Regions from separate parts of the Mus musculus genome. Here regions 1 and 2 are each linked to region 3. Evidence: chromatin contacts called from public promoter capture Hi-C data. All regions are on one chromosome and are shown on one strand. The core of a region is the stretch at or near the end of the contact, and the rest is flanking DNA. Distances in the headings are between cores, read along the strand shown. Region 1 holds the start of Casp2 (caspase 2). Region 2 holds the start of Gstk1 (glutathione S-transferase kappa 1). Region 3 holds the start of Braf (Braf transforming gene).

Region 1 (2,700 bases), core at 68-2,567, 2.5 Mb after region 3:
AACAGAAAAAGGGGGTCTTCTTTCAGGTACCCACTAACGACCATATTTCTTCTCCCACAGAGACAATGGAGCTTTTGAGGTGCCAACCTATGAACAGGCTGTAGAGGTGATGGATTCACAACCACAGAGCCACCTCCAAGAGCTGGAGCAACCACCCCCTTACAGCAGTATCATAATATCCCCAGGAGTTGAGGGGGCACAGCCTAGCCAACCAGACAGTCCCAGCACAGGCAGTCTGAAAAGGCGAGTGGGCTCAGAGGGGACAATGACTGCCAGAGGAAACCCTGGAAGAATTCTTCGACTTAGGGGTCCACGAGTTGTGGCCACTGCTCCTGATCTGCAAAGCATGAGAGTGGCCCCCAAACTGGAGCCTAGTACTCCACCTCCTGCCTATGAAATCAGTTTTGCTCATGCTGATGATGACAGTGTTTTCTATGAAGATAAATGGATACTTCCCTAAGTGGTGCCCTCAGAACCTGTGCACTCATTTGCCCAGCATTTCCTAGTGTCTATTGGATCAGAAACTGGTTTTACCCGGACATCACAATCGAGGCCTTCAAAGCAGCGGGGAGTCGGGCTGTGGCATGTCGTTCACAGATAAATGGCACACCTAGATTCTTCTGGAAACATTCTGGAACCTATCTGATGACCAGTATTTCCAGAGTAAGGTGGAAGATGAGAAAGAGATAAGTTACCAAGAGAAGCTGGAGGGATACCTCTGAGTGACTGCTGTGTTTCTTCTATTGTAGACACCAAGTCTCCCTGAGATTCCTGATGGGGTATTACCTACCAAGATAATGAGAGCTTCTAAGGTTGAGGGGAGCTGAATAGTTTGCACAAGAACGGGATGCTAGTAAAAACATAAAAATAACTCGAATCAAATTCCAATTCCAGTGCCTCCTGTTTTCAATACCAAGCAGGCAATCCGCATTACTTTATAGCCTTGTCAACTGGTAGATAAGAGAATGAGAGGACACTTGTGTAGGAAAAGCGCGACCACGAGCTGCCCCAGCCTGGGAGAAGAGCGCCTCCTAGTGCTTTCCGTCTTCCCTGCATCCTGGCCCTGGAAGTTCAAGGCGAACAAGGATAACAAGGGAAGCCCAGCCCCTTTGGTCTCTTGTAGTTACTTCAGGAGGGGTCGGAGGAACCAGGGGAGGGGGCTGCGGTTTCCGCGGGAATCGATAGCCAATCAGGTCCCCGAGTAGGAGAACCCTCGCTCTTTTCCCGCCCCTTCCCGTTCCTTCTAGCGCCTCCTCTCTTCCCATTGGGCTGTGCGAGCCTCAGCGAGCAGTGTGCGCTTGCGCATGTCCCGGCGTGGGTGGGGCTTGCTGGCGTCGGGCGGAGCCGTGCGCAAGCGCGGCGCGGTGGGAGGCTGGGGGAGGGATGCGGGGGCTGGCGCGGCCCAGCGTTTGTTTGTTTTGTGGGTGGTGCGTGTGCAGCCCGGGAAAAGCTGGAAATGGCGGCGCCGAGCGGGAGGTCGCAGTCCTCCCTGCACAGGAAGGGGCTGATGGCGGCTGACAGGAGGAGCAGGTGAGGAGGGCAGAGGAGGGGAGGCGGCCAGGCGAGCGGCGCGGCTTCTTGGCCTGGTGCCGCGTGTACAGGGGCTGCAGCAGCCTCCCTTTGTCCAGCGCAGAGGAGTCTATGAGAGCGATCTTGTCCGTCCCGCGCTACTTCTCGCCTGCGGCATCTCACCTTTTCCAGAGATGCTCCGGCTTTTCCTTCCAGTTCTTAGCTGAGGACTTAAACTCATTTCTCTTTAAAAACCAGAGACTTCGCAGCTCGGCCTTGGGCGCATTTGACTTGGATTGACTATCTCGTGCCCTGCACTGCTTTCTCATATAATAGATGTTTGTCAGAGAGTTCCACACAGGTTTGGGGGATTTGAATCCTTTGAGAGGATTAGATGGTTCCCGTTTCTCCGCCTCCTCCGTCAGTTTCGATGAAAACATTGCACAGGACGACACAATTTTATTGTTTCCTGTCCAGACCTCTAACATTAATATAGAAACGGGAACTCTTACAGGACACGGAATCAAAGCGTTAGAAACCTCTCGGTGTTCTTTTTCTCCATTCCACTTTTCATGGGTGCCCTAAAATTCCAGGTGACTGGAAACTTCGGGAAAGTTCATATTTTAAGCCTGGTAGTTTGAGATAAAAGGAAGTGGCAGGTGTGCGGAGTAGGTGGAGCCTCAGATAAAACACGGTGACGACTGCTTCGTTAAAAATTCAAGCCTGGGACATAAGAGGATTTAGAACTGGAGTCAGTAAATTGTACCTGAGGATGCAATTGTCTAGAGAAAAGCCCCCTCCCCTTTATTTTTTTGCAAGGGTGTCCTAGTGCAGGGCCAGCATTTAAAGGCTACAAGGCTGTAATCCTGGCATCCTGATGCCTGAGGCAAGAGAATCAGAAACTGAAAATGAGTTTGGTCTCCTGGTCTAGTCCTGTCAAAGAGAATGAGGTGTTGGGGGAGAGGTCAGGTGCCCTCTACAGGAAACCGGAACATGGCTAGCCAACTGAAACTGGAGAGAGCAGTAGAGTGGAAGTCGAGGAAATGAAGCCGCTTAAGAAATGGATCTTCCTAATGACCTAAGAACTCTGCTCTACCATTCATTATATACCTAATGATAAACCCAGCTAACAGCTGCTGTATTCATTTTAATTTAACCAAGGTCCTGTATTTATCCCCATTACTGTGTTGT
Region 2 (2,700 bases), core at 7-2,506, 2.5 Mb after region 3:
TTCTTTGCTAAAGGTACTCTAAGTTGTCTAAAGCTTTCTTTTAACACTAGCTATTACTCTCAGCAATATAATGGTGTAAGAAAATAAAAGTAAGTACATTTTTAACCTGTCAGTATGTGATGTGCGTATGTTTGAATATTACAATGTGGGCACCCCACATGAGGAGGTCTTTCCTTGTTGTCCACCTTGTTTAATCAAGGTTCTGAATATACAGCAGTATTATGTATGCTAAGATAAGTGGCCAGGGAGCTTCCAAGGACTCTCTTGTCTCTACCTCCTATCTCATAGTAGGAACACTGGGATTACAGATTAATGCTACTAAACACAGCATCATGTGTACTCTGAAGATCAAAAATCAGGTCAACACAGTTGCACCATTGACCCACTAAACCCCCTCCACAGACGAAAAGGGAATATATTTTTGTTTTTCCCCCCATATCATCTATAATACCAAAACTTTTAATAATAAATGATAACAATAGTATATGGTTCCAGGATATACAAAGCAACATATCAAGACCCCACCCCACTCCCCCAAAAACCCTAAATAAATGAATAATACTAGTAGCAGATGAAGTCCTGTGCCTTCCCTCTTGGGATGTAAGTCATCCTTTTGTTTAGTGTGTCCACACTGTATATATTACCTACCTCCATTTCTGTGACCACCTCCGTTATCAGATCAAGTGCTGTACTGATGAAATACTTATGTTCAAGTAACATTTTTATTATAATAAGGCACAAATTTTAGTGTGGCATGTTATGGTTCTTCTAGCATTCATCACTAATGTGCCTAATTTATAAGTTATAATTTACTGTGTGTAGAAAAAAAACATAATATGTAGAGTTTCATCTACAGTTTCAGGCATCCCCTGGGTGTGCTGTAATGTATAGAATGAAGATTTTTTAAAAGACCACTATGTCAACTGTCAAATTCATTCTAAACATTGTTCTTATCTCTGAGAAAGTGAATACAATAAAAGATGCAATTCGGAACTTCCATATTGCCGGTCTTTAAACGTCATCCAACGCAAATTTGGATCCTTGTGTATTGCCTTCTTGCTTGAGGGACAAAGTTCTAGAGCTGGCTGCACACACTTGAGATCCTTCTCTGGATCTGACCTTCCCCTTTATCTCAGACTCCGCCTTCCTCATCCGCTCTTGGTCTACCCGTGTACACCCCTGGGCCAGCCCTATAGGGCGGGGCCTCTCCCGGAGACTGCGCACTAGGGCCCTTAGCAGACCCGCCTGCAATTCGCGGACTACGATTGGCTGCTTGCTCTTCAGCTACCTAAAGCTCTTCGGCAGCCCAAGGCTTCAAGTTCACTTTCTCTCACCACTGTAGAATGGGGCCGGCGCCGCGCATCCTGGAACTCTTCTACGACGTGCTGTCCCCGTACTCCTGGCTGGGCTTTGAGGTGACACGGGGGAGCCGCCCGGGTTGTGGTCTGCGAGGCGAGTGCACAGTGGGGCACTGATCACCGGGCTGCAGAAATTCCAGTGGATGCCCTCAGGGTTAGCACAGGGTTCAGGTTCAAGTTCACTTTGTGCCTTTAAACGGACCGAGACTCCGCCAAGTAGGGTCCTGATCCTAAGGTCAAATATTCTCTTTCCACAGACCCTAGAAAGAACAGAGGCAACTCCAATGAAGCTAGGTCAAGTTCGGGGAGGGGGATCAGGGGCGCTAGGATGCTCTACGGGATGAAAACCGTACACTGGAGTAAGCATTCTGGTATCTATTTCAAAGAACTGAGAGTTTTGTCCTATTAAACCAACCAGTTCAGTGTGAAGTCCCCATCTCTGTCCAGCACTTAGAGGCAGAAGACAGCCCTCAAATGCCACACAAGCTCCCCTTCTTATCTCTGCACTTGTAGGTCCTATGCAGATACCAACACCTCTGGAATATAAAGCTGCAGTTGCGGCCCACTTTAATCGCTGGGATCATGAAAGACAGCGGTAAGCATGAAGAAGCTCCACCTCTCTGGGCAAGGAGGGTTGCTTTCTGTGGCCTGAGGGGCCTGTCCTGCACTGAGTATGCAGACCTCAGCCTAAACTAGTAGTTTGCTTTCTACTGGAGAGGTTCCAGTAGACCCTCATGTCCTCTCTCACCAGTTGTCTTAACTCTCCACTGCCAGGAAACCAACCACCTGCTATGGTTCCCCGAAAAGGCCAGTACATCTTCAAAGAGATTCCTCTCCTGAAGCAGTTCTTCCAGGTTCCCCTCAACATACCCAAGGATTTCTTTGGTGAGACTGTGAAGAAAGGTGAGGAGGAGGATGAAGAGAAGACTCGGCAGTTAAGAGCACCGGCTGCTCTTCCAGAGGACCTAATTTAATTCCCAGCACCCACAATGGTGGGTCACAACCACCTATAACTCCAGTTTCAGAGGAAACAGAAATAAATAAGTGAAGAGGGTCAGAAACACTGGGGAATGTAGTGGAGAGCAGTCCAGCTGAGGCTTTCATAGGATATCAAGAAATAAAACATGCTTGTGTGGGGAACCCAGCATCAGCTAGCCAAAAGAGAGGGATGGGAGAAGCAAGAACTGCATAGAGTAAATCCATTATGAGAAACTGGAATTAAAGACTGCAGGTGACGGAGCTTGGGGGAGTGTCTGAAAGAAGGATGAGCTTGGGGGCGTGTCTGAAGGAAGGATGAGCTTGGAGGCGTGTCTGAAGGAAGGATGAGCTTGGGGGCGTGTCT
Region 3 (2,700 bases), core at 33-2,532:
AAGTGAAACCTGATGGAATCTTGACAGCTTTGGGGTTCAGGGAGTGAATAGCTTGCAAAGTGTCCAAAAGGATTTGTGAAGATAACAACGGATTACAAGGTGACGGTGCAGTGGAATGAAGTAGAGGCACTCAAGGGGACTAGGGCAAGAGAAGAGCAAAAATGCTCTTCCGTGGAAACTAAGGTTAGAAGCAAGTAGGTACAGTTGAGAAATGAGCGGGGTGGTGGATGAGGATAGAGGTTTACGGGTCAGCAAGGGAGCACTGACAAACAGTATTATTCGGGGATCAGAGACCAGGATGGGAAAAGCTTCGGAACAGTAAAATTTGGGGCTGAAAAAGTAAAGACTACACCAAAAAAAAAAATCATCCCCTGGGCAAAAACCGGTCAAAAGAAAAATCCCCCAAACAAGTAGCAAAGTGGGAAGGGGACAAGGGCCTGCAAAGGGAAGATAGTGAGGAGAGTGGAAAGATGCGCTCCGTCATCCCCAGGATCAGGGAGTAATCGCACACGGCGGTTCCTAGGGCTAGGGGACCAAGGGGTACTGCCCTGGCCACTAAGCTCCATCCTCGACGCCGTCCCTGCCGGCTAGCAAAAAGGAAAACATCTCAGGGATGCAGGGCTGGAAGCCTCAGCCAGGCGTGACCTTCTCCAACCCAGAGTTTCGCCCCCTCTGAAAAGGCTCCAGCTCTGCCCCCACTGCCCCAATCCCATCTGGGTGGGGGCCGGGGAACCCCCCTGGGCCATCGTGTGTGTTTACGTAGCGAGGAGCTACAAGACAGAGGGGGACACTCGGCCGATAACCACCTCCCCGCCGGCTACCAAGCACTGCCGGGGCTCCTTCTGCTGCCTCGGTCCCTCGCATAAACACTGGCCCGCCGAGCCCCTGACGCGCGAGCACTGGGGGGGGATGGCGCCGCCACTCACCTCTTCAGGAATGGCCGGGTCCGCAGCCGAAGAGGCCGCGGCGCCAGCGCCGGCCTCCGGCTCCATGTCGCCATTGAACAGAGCCTGGCCCTGCTCGGCGCCGCCGCCGCCGTCGCCACCGCCACCGCCGCCGCCACCGCCGCCGCCGCCACCGCTGCTGCTGCCACCGCCGCCACTCAGCGCCGCCATCTTCGAAGCGCGAGCCGGGCCGAGCGGCCGCCGCGGGGCGGGGAGGGGGAAGGGAGGCGCAGGGCGGGCGGAGGCGGGCGCGGAGGCGCGGGGGGCGTGGGCGGAGCGGCCGGGGCGGAGGCCACCTCTGGAACCCGCCGGCGGCCCCGGCGCAGCCGAGCCTGAGGGGATTTGGGGGGGGGAGGGGGCGGAGACGACGAGGAGTCGCCGCGGCAACGGCGTCACCCGCATGTCACGGTCGTGACGTCACCTGGGTGCGTGACGTCATCCGAGGAGCACCCTCGCGCCGCTGTCGCCAGGGGAGTGTTCCTTCTCCTCCAACCACCCTCGCGCTCACACGTTTCTACCCGCACAGTTTCCATGGCTCCGGCTTCCTATTTTTTCTCAGCCTGTTCTGTCATGTGGGATTTACTAGAAGAGCAGGGGGTGGTGTTTTAAAGAAGTTAAAATCCTAGAGGGAAGAAGGCCGGAAAGTCTGTAGTACTTATTACTGCCGTTACAAAGAAGCTCTGGGTGTCATAAAAATAAGACCTTAAACGCCAAGGTTGAAACATCAGCCAAGCCAAATTTCATAGAACTGTCTTGGAGCAGCTAAATTCTCAGTATGGTGTTTGTATCCTGTCCCTAAAGGACTTGATCTGTTGAAGTATAAATGAAAATCTAAAGCTGGTCTTCAGGGTATTTATTGCCTAGTTTCAGTCATTTACTATCAATTGGCTCCTTCCATGCACTAGGACCTGAGGAGAACACATGACCATTTTAGACATCTTATGCATCATAGCTAATTTTTATTCCAAAGAAAATAATTTAAAATATTTTGTAGATCCTGACTGATCCAAGGCATTCTCTTCAAACTGTATATGAAAAAAAGAATTGGGAGAAGAGAATTAAATCATCTCAGAGAAGCCCAAGTTGCAGAAATTAAACCCAATTTCTTTATGTAAATTACATGGTTAAAGTACGTTTAACCAAAGAAGGAAATAATGGAGAGAGGAAGTGTGTTAAGAAAAAGAGAAAACAGGAGTGAAAAACAGAAGCTACCAACACTATTCAGGAATTTCCAGTTTAACTCTTGAGTTGAGTTGTCTGTGTGTCTGTGTGTGCACTTCTATTAATGGAAAGGGGGATGGTCGCCACCAACCTCTTTATTGCATTTAGGATGAGTTGAAAGGTAGAAAGCTTCTGACAATAGGATGTCTGCCTATTTGGTCTGATCAGCACAGGCCCGGCAACTGATGCTTTGCTTCAAGGTAAGCAGTGCACGTGTGGCTGCTTGGTGAATCAAAGCATTACGTTCTTGTGTATTGAAAAAAAATGCCACCAATCAAATAGCTATTCTGTGTTTGCCAATGACATTGTACATTCTCTTCCAAGCAGGGACATTCCCCTGAGAGCTACATTTAAGTCAGAAGATGATCTGACAGATTCGAGTGAAGGAGATGATCACAGATAGAGACTATATTATCAAGCTATGCTAGTTTAAGGCAGTTTTTAAAAACCATAAATACATAATGTCTAAGCATACTAAAATAGGGCCAACAACCAGGCAAGGGACACTTCCTCCTTGATTTTGTCTGAAACACAA

The links. Promoter capture Hi-C pulls out the DNA fragments that hold promoters and counts their contacts.
Region 1: a contact with region 3 is called in a promoter capture Hi-C map of pre-B cells, with 2.3 times the contacts expected there. The contact joins the promoter of Casp2 here to the promoter of Braf in region 3. A contact is called at or near these places in 2 of 39 promoter capture datasets (the C10 cell line and pre-B cells).
Region 2: a contact with region 3 is called in a promoter capture Hi-C map of pre-B cells, with 4 times the contacts expected there. The contact joins the promoter of Gstk1 here to the promoter of Braf in region 3. A contact is called at or near these places in 2 of 39 promoter capture datasets (cranial neural crest and pre-B cells).

What each region holds. Positions count from the first base shown.
Region 1 is chr6:42,263,668-42,266,367 of GRCm38.p6, forward strand. It overlaps Casp2 (caspase 2), which reads left to right and starts at 1,318. Exons shown (of 11, transcript NM_007610.2): 1 at 1,318-1,530. The coding sequence starts at 1,457. Tmem139 (transmembrane protein 139) reads left to right here. Exons shown (of 3, transcript NM_175408.4): 3 at 61-888. The coding sequence ends at 460.
Region 2 is chr6:42,244,679-42,247,378 of GRCm38.p6, forward strand. It overlaps Gstk1 (glutathione S-transferase kappa 1), which reads left to right and starts at 1,257. Exons shown (of 8, transcript NM_029555.2): 1 at 1,257-1,415; 2 at 1,872-1,953; 3 at 2,133-2,261. The coding sequence starts at 1,344.
Region 3 is chr6:39,724,181-39,726,880 of GRCm38.p6, forward strand. It overlaps Braf (Braf transforming gene), which reads right to left and starts at 1,283. Exons shown (of 22, transcript NM_139294.5): 1 at 927-1,283. The coding sequence starts at 1,115.